Regions from separate parts of the Columba livia genome. Here region 2 is linked to region 1. A link is a contact called in public Hi-C data. All regions are on one chromosome and are shown on one strand. Each heading gives the region's core, a stretch centred on a gene start, on an enhancer-like site or on the middle of the called end of the contact. The rest is flanking DNA. Distances are from core to core; before and after follow the strand shown.

Region 1 (5,079 bases), core at 2,490-4,989:
TGTTTACTTGGTCACAAGCGTTTGAAGAGAATATAACACTCCTCCTGTCCAGTTCCCCTTCTTGCTTACAGAGAGTTTCAAAGCCGGGCCCCCTGAGTGGTGATCCCACTGTGAAGTTGGAAGCATCCTTCTGCATGGCATGGGACTGTCCGTAGTTCCCTGTGAAAGGGACGTAATCAGTTTTGTGGTCACCCTGAGTTGTCCCTTTTTCAAAAGGGCATGCTGGACTCCTACCAAAGTGCTGTTGGGAAGTGCTGGGGAAGCCAACCAAATCTATGCTTTTTGTTCTGTTGAAGAAAGACCGCAAGCAAGAAGGAGAGGACCCACTTTTCGGCCTGTCGACACAAGTGGGGCTTGGCTGCTTCCTGTCCATTTCAACATCCCCTTCTTTATCCCTGATGTCAGGTTCATCTCCAGACAGGCAAAGTGTGATGCTTTCTTCATCGTTCTCTTCATTCTGAGGCTCGCTTTTTATCTGCCCCATAGCCAGTCCTGATTTGAGGCCATTTCCAGAGCTTTCTTCACTGAATGTGCTTGCAAAACCTGAGGTACTGATGTGTGATGTGTTGTAGACATTCTTGGTACAAGCAAGCTGGTATTTCTTGTATCTAGGGTACCGTGTTACTGCATCTTTGTCCAAATTGTCCTTGCTATCTCTCATCATGTCCGAGTCAGGCAGCATTCCTTCGCCTTTGTCTGCTCCAGCAACAGTGGTTTCAAAATTGAAGGGCTCTTGGTGCATCCTCTCTCTTGGGCAAGATATTTTTGACGTCTCCATCGTCTCCTCTTCGTCTCCATCCGAGTTCTCCTCATCGTGCATGCGCTGACAGGTGGTATCTTTTTTGCACAGGAACAGGCCATCTTCGTTGTTCAGCAGCTGCGTCTGAAGGAAGCTGAAGCAGGAGTCCTCCAGGTTGTGCATGCGCAGGAACTCGGCGCAGTGGATGACCTCCTGGATGTTTTCTCTGCTGAGTAACAGCTTAGCAGTGTAGGCAAACTGTAACAATGGACCAAATCCCCTGACAGTGACCTGCAAAAAACAGAGAGAGAAATTGCCAGTGTTACCATCAGCTCTTGCTGTCATCCCAAGTCCTTTATTGTGTACTTAGATAACCTAACAGATCTAGTGTCCAGAAATAAATCCTGCTCAGTGCCATTTATTGGTCTATCAGGTCAGCAACAACGGTACATCCAGTAGCTAGCACTGCACCCTTTATCTTCCTCCTGTACATCATTGTACAGGTTGAGCTCAGCATTATTTTTCCCAAATATCTTGAAGACCTGTGAACTAAGCCTCTGCTGCTGCAATAAAAGACTACAAAACCAAGCTGGTTTGGATGCTGCTAATTCTTGGAAGGATCTTACTTTAACTGTTATGCAGCCCACCACCCCGTAAGTACCAATTCAAATTCGATTCTTCTGCCCCAGTGGAAGCTCTAGTGAACAGTAGTTTCAAGTGTAAGATACCCTTTAAATACTAAAAGTGTCTTGGGAAGGAAACATTTAGTATTATAGAAGAATTCACAGAAAATATCTTTCTGCCTCTTTCAAGGGCAAACTGGTTCCTCTTTTTCTTCTCAGATTTTTGCAAGTCACTGCTGAATAAACACTGAGCAAGTAATGACTGCATAGCTCTTTTCTCCATCTCGTGGAGTTCATTCCCCTTATACCATTCCTGATTTCATTGAGTCTGAGGTACAGCTAACAGGAAAGAAATCCATATTCATAGTACAAGTGATATAAATCACTCTAAGTCCCGTCTCAGTTCATAATTTCCCACCATTTTCTTTGTAGAAAGAGTAACAACTTTCCAGGAGAGTGATCTCCAGGTCTGAGTTATGCACCACTACTTGTCCTTTTTTCTTTTCATACCATCTATGCAATATTTTACATTCTCATGTCATATACTGAAAAACAGACACTTCCTCTCCCCAGAATTTTACAGTGACATCTTCACATATACCTATCAAATAACTTGCTAAGGCACATGGTAAACTATAGATACTGTCTAATTTTTGACCAAAAATGCACTGGCACTAACTTCTGTTGCATTTTTTTCCCCCACAATGTGCAGGAAACAAATGTACTAGAAAAACTCTATTCTTCATGAAGCAGCAAGAACCTGCTTCAAAACCAGGGCTCACCATCAAGGATAAAGCTTTCCCGATTGAGTGCTTTGGCCACTAAGTTGAGACCTAGGAGACCACAACTCAATTTCCTGCTGCATCAAACACGTTCTACACAACCTCGGCAAGTCCATTGAGTCTTGATTCACCAAGACACCTTTTTGCCTTGCTTGCAAGTGGTATTCACAAATCTGAGTTCCCTATGTTTTGCATACCAGTGAGAGGCATCTAGATGGCATTCAGAGCATCCAAACACCTACATGTCTGTGCAGAGCCTGCAGTCTGCTTCTGGCCACAGATATCTCTGGTAGATGTTCCCAGCTCAGTTTCTTCTTTAAAAAAAAACAAGAAGAGGAGGTACTACTGTCCCCTTTTTGTAAAATGGCCTAAAGATGAGAAGAGGGGCCTAGAAAGTAGAAATCAGGTCCCTTCCCCAGGCTGTGTGGGTTCAGACTCACAGTTCCCAGCTCCTCAGAAGCATATGCTATTTAGTGGGTATGGGATACCCTGAAGGTGAGCTGCTTTTCCCTGTCCTTCCAGTTGGATTAACGCCACTGAGCAAGAAGTTGCTCGAGAGGTTGGTGAGACATCAGGCCATGAATTTGTGATGGGTCTTGTTCGTGATTAGCATAAATCTTGAGTGAATAATTTGGTTCATCCCAATGAAAAGCCTATAAATTCCCTATACTGCCTCAGGACCAGCGTTAGAGCTCACAGATTTTTATAGAAAATCCTGACTTCCAAAAACAAGCTTTTGTTATTCATAGATCTGCACATGTAATGCTGGATTATGAGATACCACAAGTCGTGCAGACTTTGATGGAGAGAAAAATATTTTAAAACACCTCCAAAATTGCTCTCAATAGCTTTTCCATACATAATATTACTGCTGTATCTGCTATTTTAAGAAACAGTGCATTTTCATGCACATACTTACATACTTGCACATTCCTGTTTTACAATGCGTCTCTGGTACAGAATTGCCTAGATTTACAGCTGGCTATTAAACCCATCTCTGCTTTATCAGTGTTACATTTTGTGCCTATTTGTTAGATTATCAGCTCACTAAAGGCCTATCTGCATTTTATCTATGCAGCATGATTAACAAAATTGCTCGGGAACTTAATGAGCTACTCGCAGGCTGATGTTCCTCTTTGATAAGATCTTCAGTGTGGGGGCTTACATATTCCTACACATCTTGTCAGCTCCGCAGCAGCGTAGGTCTGTAGGAGAAACCATAAATACCACCTGGGGTTTTGGGGTCCATTTTTGATGAGGAGGGACTGCAGAGCACAAACCCAGCTCTCCTGGCAGTTGTGTCACTTGGCCACTAGGTGGAACGGCTGGAAAGCAAATTAAAATAATTTTCCATGCGGGGCCAGGGTTTCACCTGCCTGCCTACCACACACTGCAGAGCCCCAGGCTGACTCATACCAGCCCACAGCAAGGCTGTCTCCCACGCTGACTCAGGTTTTCACTCCCAATAAACTACTGTGATAACAGACAGCAGCAAGACAGCTGTTGCAGCTGTTCAGTGATGGATGCATCGGAAGCAGAGCCTGAGACTGCGCTATGGGCTCCCCATGATGCCCGGTAGGTAGATGCCTCAAGGGAAGGGTGATGAAAACGCTGGTCAAACATGCGCCTTGACTTCATTACAAGATCTTACCCAGTGACACAATTTTCCACAATCTCACAATTTTCAGATCCAGAGCAGGAAAGTTTCTTATCAAGCACCCGGAGCTTGTCATTGCCCTCAGGGAGGAATCTCTCAAGTGTGAATGCTTGAAACTGCAGAAACAATAACTTTGGTAACAAATGCATGCAAAGCTTGCTGCCAACTGTGAAAGCCAGCACAAACTCTGTTGCTTGAAGATGTCTAAATATTGATTTGGCTGCCATGGCCGGTCCCCTGCCTCAGCCCCACCAGTTTTGGGACCGCCAGCATCTGATGCATTCTGGCAGGAAGGCTGGAATCAAGGCACTGGAGCATGGCTATAAGCAGCACACACCGGGAAAGTAAAAGCTTTGAAGCTGCGTGTATTACCATCACACGCGCATTTCTGTAGGAAGAGGTAAGAACAGTCTTTTGAAATGATTTGACCTGACTGATGCATCCCAGCAAAAATAGCTAGTGAAACCAAGTTGATCTGTGTTTGCAGAAGGAAACAGATCATTTCTCTGATATAGCAGTCTCCATTTACACGTGAGAGAGACCTGGATGGGTAAAACACATGCCAGCAAAAGTCTCAGTTTATTTTTTCCCCTACTGTAAACAAGATGCCATATGTCCAAGATCTGTTTGCTTTTAGACCTTATTTTCCATATAAATGAATGTTTAACTAGGCAGGTTAAGTTGTGGGAACCTCCACTGGACACCTTGTCCAAGCGCACATGCCAAGTCAGTGCTTCCCTGCCCTCTGATCATTTGCTTTACTCCAGTTTCTACCCATTTCTATTGTTTAAATGGAATTGACTTGCCACAAGGAAACCAGGCAGAGAAAAGGTAAAACATACATAAAACTAACAATGCCCACACAGACAAGAAGAGCAGAGCAAAGATTTCAGCTTCTTGGAGGTTTGCTTTCCCTTATCTTTCAAGGCAGGCCAGAAGAGTACTCTCATGTACTTGAAACATGCCAAATACCCTGCCAAGTCTAAGGATGAATCACTTTGTTTTGTCCTCCTCCTGTCCCTGTCTGGTTTTGTATGAATTAAAAACCTTCTGCAGGCCTAGTGCACAGAGGACACGGCTACTGCAGCCTACCTAAGCCATCTGGGACATCTTGCTCTACAGCAATCCAAGAGATCAAGCACAAGGGGGTACAGGTACAGCTCCTGCCTCTGCCATGCTGCCACAGGTACTCCACGCTCAGTGTGTGCTATGGAGGTCTATGTTAATTCAGCGTAGCGGCAGTAACAAGCCTGACCACTGCTAAGGTGAAAGGAAGAA
Region 2 (5,615 bases), core at 812-3,311, 110 kb after region 1:
GTTTTTATTAGCCTCTACAAGGCTGAATTTCCTAGAATGAAGTAACTGGTGTCTCAAAATCATCTGAAAATGGTTTTGTTGTCCTCACACTAAAGTTCTACATCCCCACATGCTGAGATACATATAAAATGGCTAACCTGAGAGCAACTCACACATTGGTTTTAAAGGGACTCAAATATAAAATGGGCCTGAAGGATACCTAGGACAAGGCAGAGAAACATGCTTTGCATGTGTCGGGGACACAAGTGCTTTGGTGTCACATAAGAAATCACCAGCCACCAAAGCACCTACTGCAGCCACCCATCTGTCCACTGCTCCTGGTGCACGGCCACCACAAGCCAGCTCAGCCTACAGCTAGAGTGGGGTACTCCATCTGTAGCTGCTCAGAAATAAAAGCGGTTATTTGCCTTCAATGCAGTGAAGTTGCAGACTTTTTAGCAGGGCCTGTTACAATAGGACAAGGGGTAATGGTTTTAAAGTAAAGGAGGGGAGATTCAGGCTAGACATGAGGAAGAAATGTTTTACAATGAGGGTGAAACACTGGCCCAGGTTGCCCAGGGAGGCAGTAGATGCCCCATCCCTGGAGACATTCAAGGCCAGGCTGGACAGGGCTCTGAGCAACCTGATCTAGTTGAAGATGTCCCTACTCATGGCAGGGGGTTGGACTAGATGACCTTTGAAGGTCCATTCCAACCCAAACTATTCTACAATTCTATTATTAACACAGAGCCCACGTGGACACTCCTCTAAATATTTTGCCTTGAGTGCATACCTGCAGCTGTGGCACTGGGCGGGATCCCAGCACGGGTCCACACACGGCTTAGTGATCCCAGGGTGGGCAACTTTGACAGCATCTCGCGCTGAACCCCTGGCCATTGTACATCAACACTGATGATTTTCGTAGCACTTTCCTCCAGAAGGCAGTTTATTCTGGCTGCTTTGTTTCAAGCTGCTCGCATCCATCGCTCCCTGCACCCTCAGCAAATGCAGGGCTGGTTTAGAGCCTCTGCCCTAGGGACTGCATCTCAGCAGTGTTGCATGTATGCACTACAGTTTCAGTATTATACTTTGGGACTGCTCGGAGCAAAATGCATAAAATGCTAATGTATTACTAGACTCCTACAATATTTTTAAATAGCACCTCTGGTATATGGAACTATTTTATAAGCAAGTCAGTGTTCTATGACACCAAAGATTTTTATTTTATCTTTTAAAGTTTAAATATCACAGAAAAGTGGGTGTTGATAGGATCTGCCAGCAGCACAAACAAAATGTATAAATCCAGACTAGAAATGAAATTATCTCTTCACAATGGGGAAATTAAGGCAAAACAACAGAAAAAAAAAATCCACAACATACAGCAGCTTACACGTATCGAACAAGCAGGTAGAACAAAGAATTTAAAGCACATTTGGACATGCCCTTCTTCAGGCAACGTGTCAAAACCACTACTTCTCCCCTTCTCCTTGACAGACGGTACGACTGGGCCCAAAGCCACACCACCAAGTTGTGATCCTGGCAAAACCCACAAGGTAAACAAGGCTGGGCACAAAGTGTGACTGGATGGGAGGCATGCGAGTGCAGAAGGATGAGATGCTGGCAATTGAGCAAGCAGCACAAACTGCTCTGAAACAATGCTCCAGTGCAATGCCAAGAGTGCTCTGGAGGTAAACGCTATGTAGTCAGGGCTGTATTCATCGCCAGCTGGGGCCCTCATGTGTTTAAAAGGTTAAACGCTTCCAATTTCCTGGGCAAATCCCAATTTTGTTCACTTTTCTTCAAGCTACTAAAAAAACCCAACCAACCAAAAAAAACAACCAAAACAAAACACAACCAAAAAGCCCACAAAACCACCCCCAAACCCAAACAAAAAAACAACCAACCAAACAAAACCAAACACCACAAACCCTCAATTATTCAGTTAACATTTAGTGAATTTTGTTTTCTTCTGTGCTGCTAGTGTAGCACAAAGATGCAAGAAAGTGCTACTGTGCTCTTTTGCAAGACAGGATATCTTTCATGAGTACCAAACCACCTATACATGTGCTTTGTAAGAGCAGCTGATTCCCTCAGAGCTAAAAAACACCGACTAGATGCAAAGTCACATTATTTGAGCACTTTCTTTTGTTTTAGCATTGTGTAGTGGAACCATCTGCATGAGACCCAATCAATAATCAAAGCCAGCCACAGTCAGATGACAAATCTCGCTGCTGCTGCAGGTTTAAATGTCAAATTACCAATGCCATTTGAATTGTGGTTCTCTTTTAACTTCAGATCAAAGCTAACATAGCCGGGAAGACAATGCTTTCCACCCTCCGCCTTCCTCCCCCTCCTCGCTGCTCTGAAATCATCTGTCTCCAAGCCAGAAGTCTAAATGGAGTGTAGGGCGAGTTCAAAACAGAGAAGGTTGACGGGAGTCTACTGCCAATTCCGCTCTGCAGTCACAGCTTGCTCCCACAGCTCCATTAGCTGCCTGCAATCAAGGGCTGCCGACTCAGTCCTGCTTGCTGTCCAGGTTTAATAGGTTCAGCTAGTTAATGAGCAATGGCTAGATTGCATTCCAAGACTCCACATCATTCACAAAGCAATTAAGTGTACACTCCTCGGTCTCCTCCAGGAGCCAGAGTGCCTCGTTCTACTGAGAGGATAAATGCAAGCCACGATTTTTGAAACTGAATAGTGCGACACAGTGGGAAACCATCAGAATATTCACCTTCTTTAAGTATCAAGCTGAATGCATCGTTCCTTTTCCACCAGCCTCTGAAGGGCTCCCTTACCTGTACACCCCTGGATTACAGATCGCTCTTGCCAGATGAAGCCAAGAGCTGTAAACCACTGGGAAGCATCTCACTGAGTTGCTGACAAAGCAGGCTAGGGAGCTGCTGTGGTAAAGAAACACAAGAGATTTAATTTGAAAGCTACTGCAAAGGCAGGGGTGCCTCTTACATGTATACTTGGTATACAATCCCAGCAGAGGACTGCACGGCACCTTGCAAACAATGAGAACACTTATCTTCAGATTCACACAACTCAGAAGCTAAGTGATTTGAGCCCTCATGCATCCCTCCTGAAACCAGGACCATGCCCCTGGAGGATGGAGCTACCTTCAAGGGCAGAGGAGTGGGAAAAGCAAGCATCTTCTCTTTGACTCGTACATGCCCATTCACCCCTCCATGCTCCTGCACCTACTTTACTGCCGTTAATGTATATACCATTACTGCTCCAATGCCCCTTCGAAATGCTTGTGTCTTCTTAAGCTCCCACTTCCAGGGCAAAGATCCCACTGTTAGAGGGAGGTGACTTCTCTGGTGGTACAAAGGATCCTCAGCCTTAAGTGGTTGATTCACAGCTGGACCAAAGCTGGATCCTCAACATGCTCTTTCAGGACCACTTAGGTTTGTGGGCTGCCTTTCCCAGGCTGTGCAGCTGAACCTGATGGAGAAACTGCTGCCAAGGTCCTGTCTTTTCTGTCTGTGAAGGGACTGAAAAAACATGCTGCTTCTACCTTACACCAAACATTAGGAGCGATGATCACAGAGCTAGTAAGTAGATGTTAGCCACATCTAGAGGACAAGGAAAGAGATGCTGAGCATAAATTCTTCTCTCCTCATCCCACGTACAGCACTCACACATGAGACTTACAAAAGCCTGGATACTTACTGGTTTATAACATCACTACTAAAAAGAAAAGAACAACAACAAAAAAATCTCAAACACTCAAGATCCCTTCACAAACTTTTTCTGTAAAACCAGGCATTAAATAAATATAACTTGGACAAAGGGATCTTCCCAATTTTTAAGAATCGGATTAGCCAATCACTAAACTCACATGGATTCAGCTTATCTGAGTGAAGACACAAAGAAGTATCCACTATCTAAAGTGGAAATGAGTTTAAGGACACAAAAATACTTCTTCAGTCTTTTACCAGAAAACTCATTATTAAACTTTAAAAAACAGACTGACACAATAACACGGACTGGTTGTTCTACTTTAAATGCAAAACCTTGGTATGGAAAGGAAGCACAGCTGAAGAGATATGTTTTTTTTTTTTCTATTATTCTCTGTTTCCTTCGCGCATGCCAGTCAAAACTATAAAATACTTGTGGGAGAAAAGCACAAGGCACGGTTTCACATTCCAGAAGATCTGTTTCCATGTGCTGCATACAAGCCAGGCGACCACCCAGGAAAGTCGGGCAAACACGAATTGGCCCACCAGTGCTGCAACTGCACACTAGCGGCGCTTCTCCATCAATGCTTTGCCCTTTATTTGTGACGAGAGGTAACCACCAAGCATTACGAGCGGCCAAGCCTGCGGCAGGGTCACCTCTGTGTCTGCTCTGAAATAATACTAAGGAGCAGCTCTGCATTTTCTCCTCTTGACAAGCTGTGCCAAGCTCAGATGGGGTGCTAAAATATTTTGAATGTACTATCCATGAGAAAAAAAATAAAATAAAAAAAAAAGTAGATAATCTTAATAAAGGAGCCTGCAATATGAACAGCTCTTATCTTCTCAAACCCTTCCATCCCCTGTCCCTTTGCTCTCCATCATAACACTTTTGCCCCAGTATTACTAAGGAAAGGTGAGCAATGGTGGGTCATCTGTAGTCTTGGGAAAGGGTATAGCTAGCTATTTCCCCTCCTTGGAGCCCACGACTATGTTATTTTCTTTTCATACATTGATCACAGAAAGATGTGGTAACTGTTTCAGAGTCACTGAGAAGAAATCAGTCTCTTGGCGGCCAAGCTGGCTGAGAAACTGCTGGCTGGAGCAACAGAAGTAGGCATGACTTGTCTTTCACAAAGCAGAAGGCATTTGTTTTTAGTTAACTGGGCAAAGGGTGGTAAAACTCAGCCAAGTATTTATTTACTGGACTGGTGTGACTGCAGCGGGAGAGGAGGGCGAGATGTGTGTAAGGTTTTTGTAATCCCAACCTTGGAAGGGAGGTAAGTGAACTTTGGTTTCACTGTTGGAGTAAAATAACACAGAAAGCCTGTGGTATGAGATGTAGAAACATTGATTTATAAAAGGGATGTTCTGTCAGGGCGTGGGGGGAAAACCAAAAACAAGTCTTTAGCGCTTTTCTAAGACGATTACCTTTACTACATCTGTTGGACATTACTTTCTGTCAGTTCAAGACATCTGAGAGCCCGAGGAGGTAACAAGCTGCTAGTGAGGCTGTTGCTTTGCAGGAACCACGCTGTCGTTTCAGCAGTGAGGAATGCTGACCGTATCCTGGCTGATGCTGAAGCAGACCCCTCTGATCTCTCCAGTGGGAACCTCAATTAAATTTAACGAAAGTAACAAGTATTAACAGGGCCTTACCTAGTATCAACACAAACTAATGCTCAGCTGTGTTACTACTGGATGATACTTCAGTACACGCCAACATGTGGCCCCACCAGCTGTGACCTTATCTCTCAGTCGTGTCCCCCAGCTCGGTCCAAGAGTAACATGGGAAGGATGGGCAATTAGAGACCCCAGCTCTGGATTTATATCAGCTCAGGTAAACATCACAGTATCACAGTATGTTTGGGATTGGAAGGGACCTCAAAAGATCACCTAGTCCAATCCCCCTGCTGGAGCAGGAACGCCTAGGTGAGGTTGCACAGGAAC

The links. A called contact is a pair of places that touch in the nucleus more often than the background predicts.
Region 2: a contact with region 1 is called in a Hi-C map of crop, with 3 times the contacts expected there. The contact joins two enhancer-like sites. A contact is called at or near these places in 2 of 2 Hi-C or Micro-C datasets (crop and liver).

The regions. Positions count from the first base shown.
Region 1 is chr3:39,229,727-39,234,805 of bColLiv1.pat.W.v2, forward strand. BACH2 (BTB domain and CNC homolog 2) reads right to left here. Exons shown (of 8, transcript XM_065059613.1): 6 at 1-1,030. Among named protein-coding and RNA genes, the nearest start is that of GJA10, 33 kb to the left of the region's middle. Within about 2 kb of position 3,740, at least 1 of the 3 cell types and tissues checked has an H3K27ac peak away from gene starts, as active enhancers do.
Region 2 is chr3:39,339,845-39,345,459 of bColLiv1.pat.W.v2, forward strand. The region is part of intron 2 of BACH2 (BTB domain and CNC homolog 2); the gene reads right to left. Among named protein-coding and RNA genes, the nearest start is that of BACH2, 61 kb to the right of the region's middle. Within about 2 kb of position 2,062, at least 2 of the 3 cell types and tissues checked have an H3K27ac peak away from gene starts, as active enhancers do.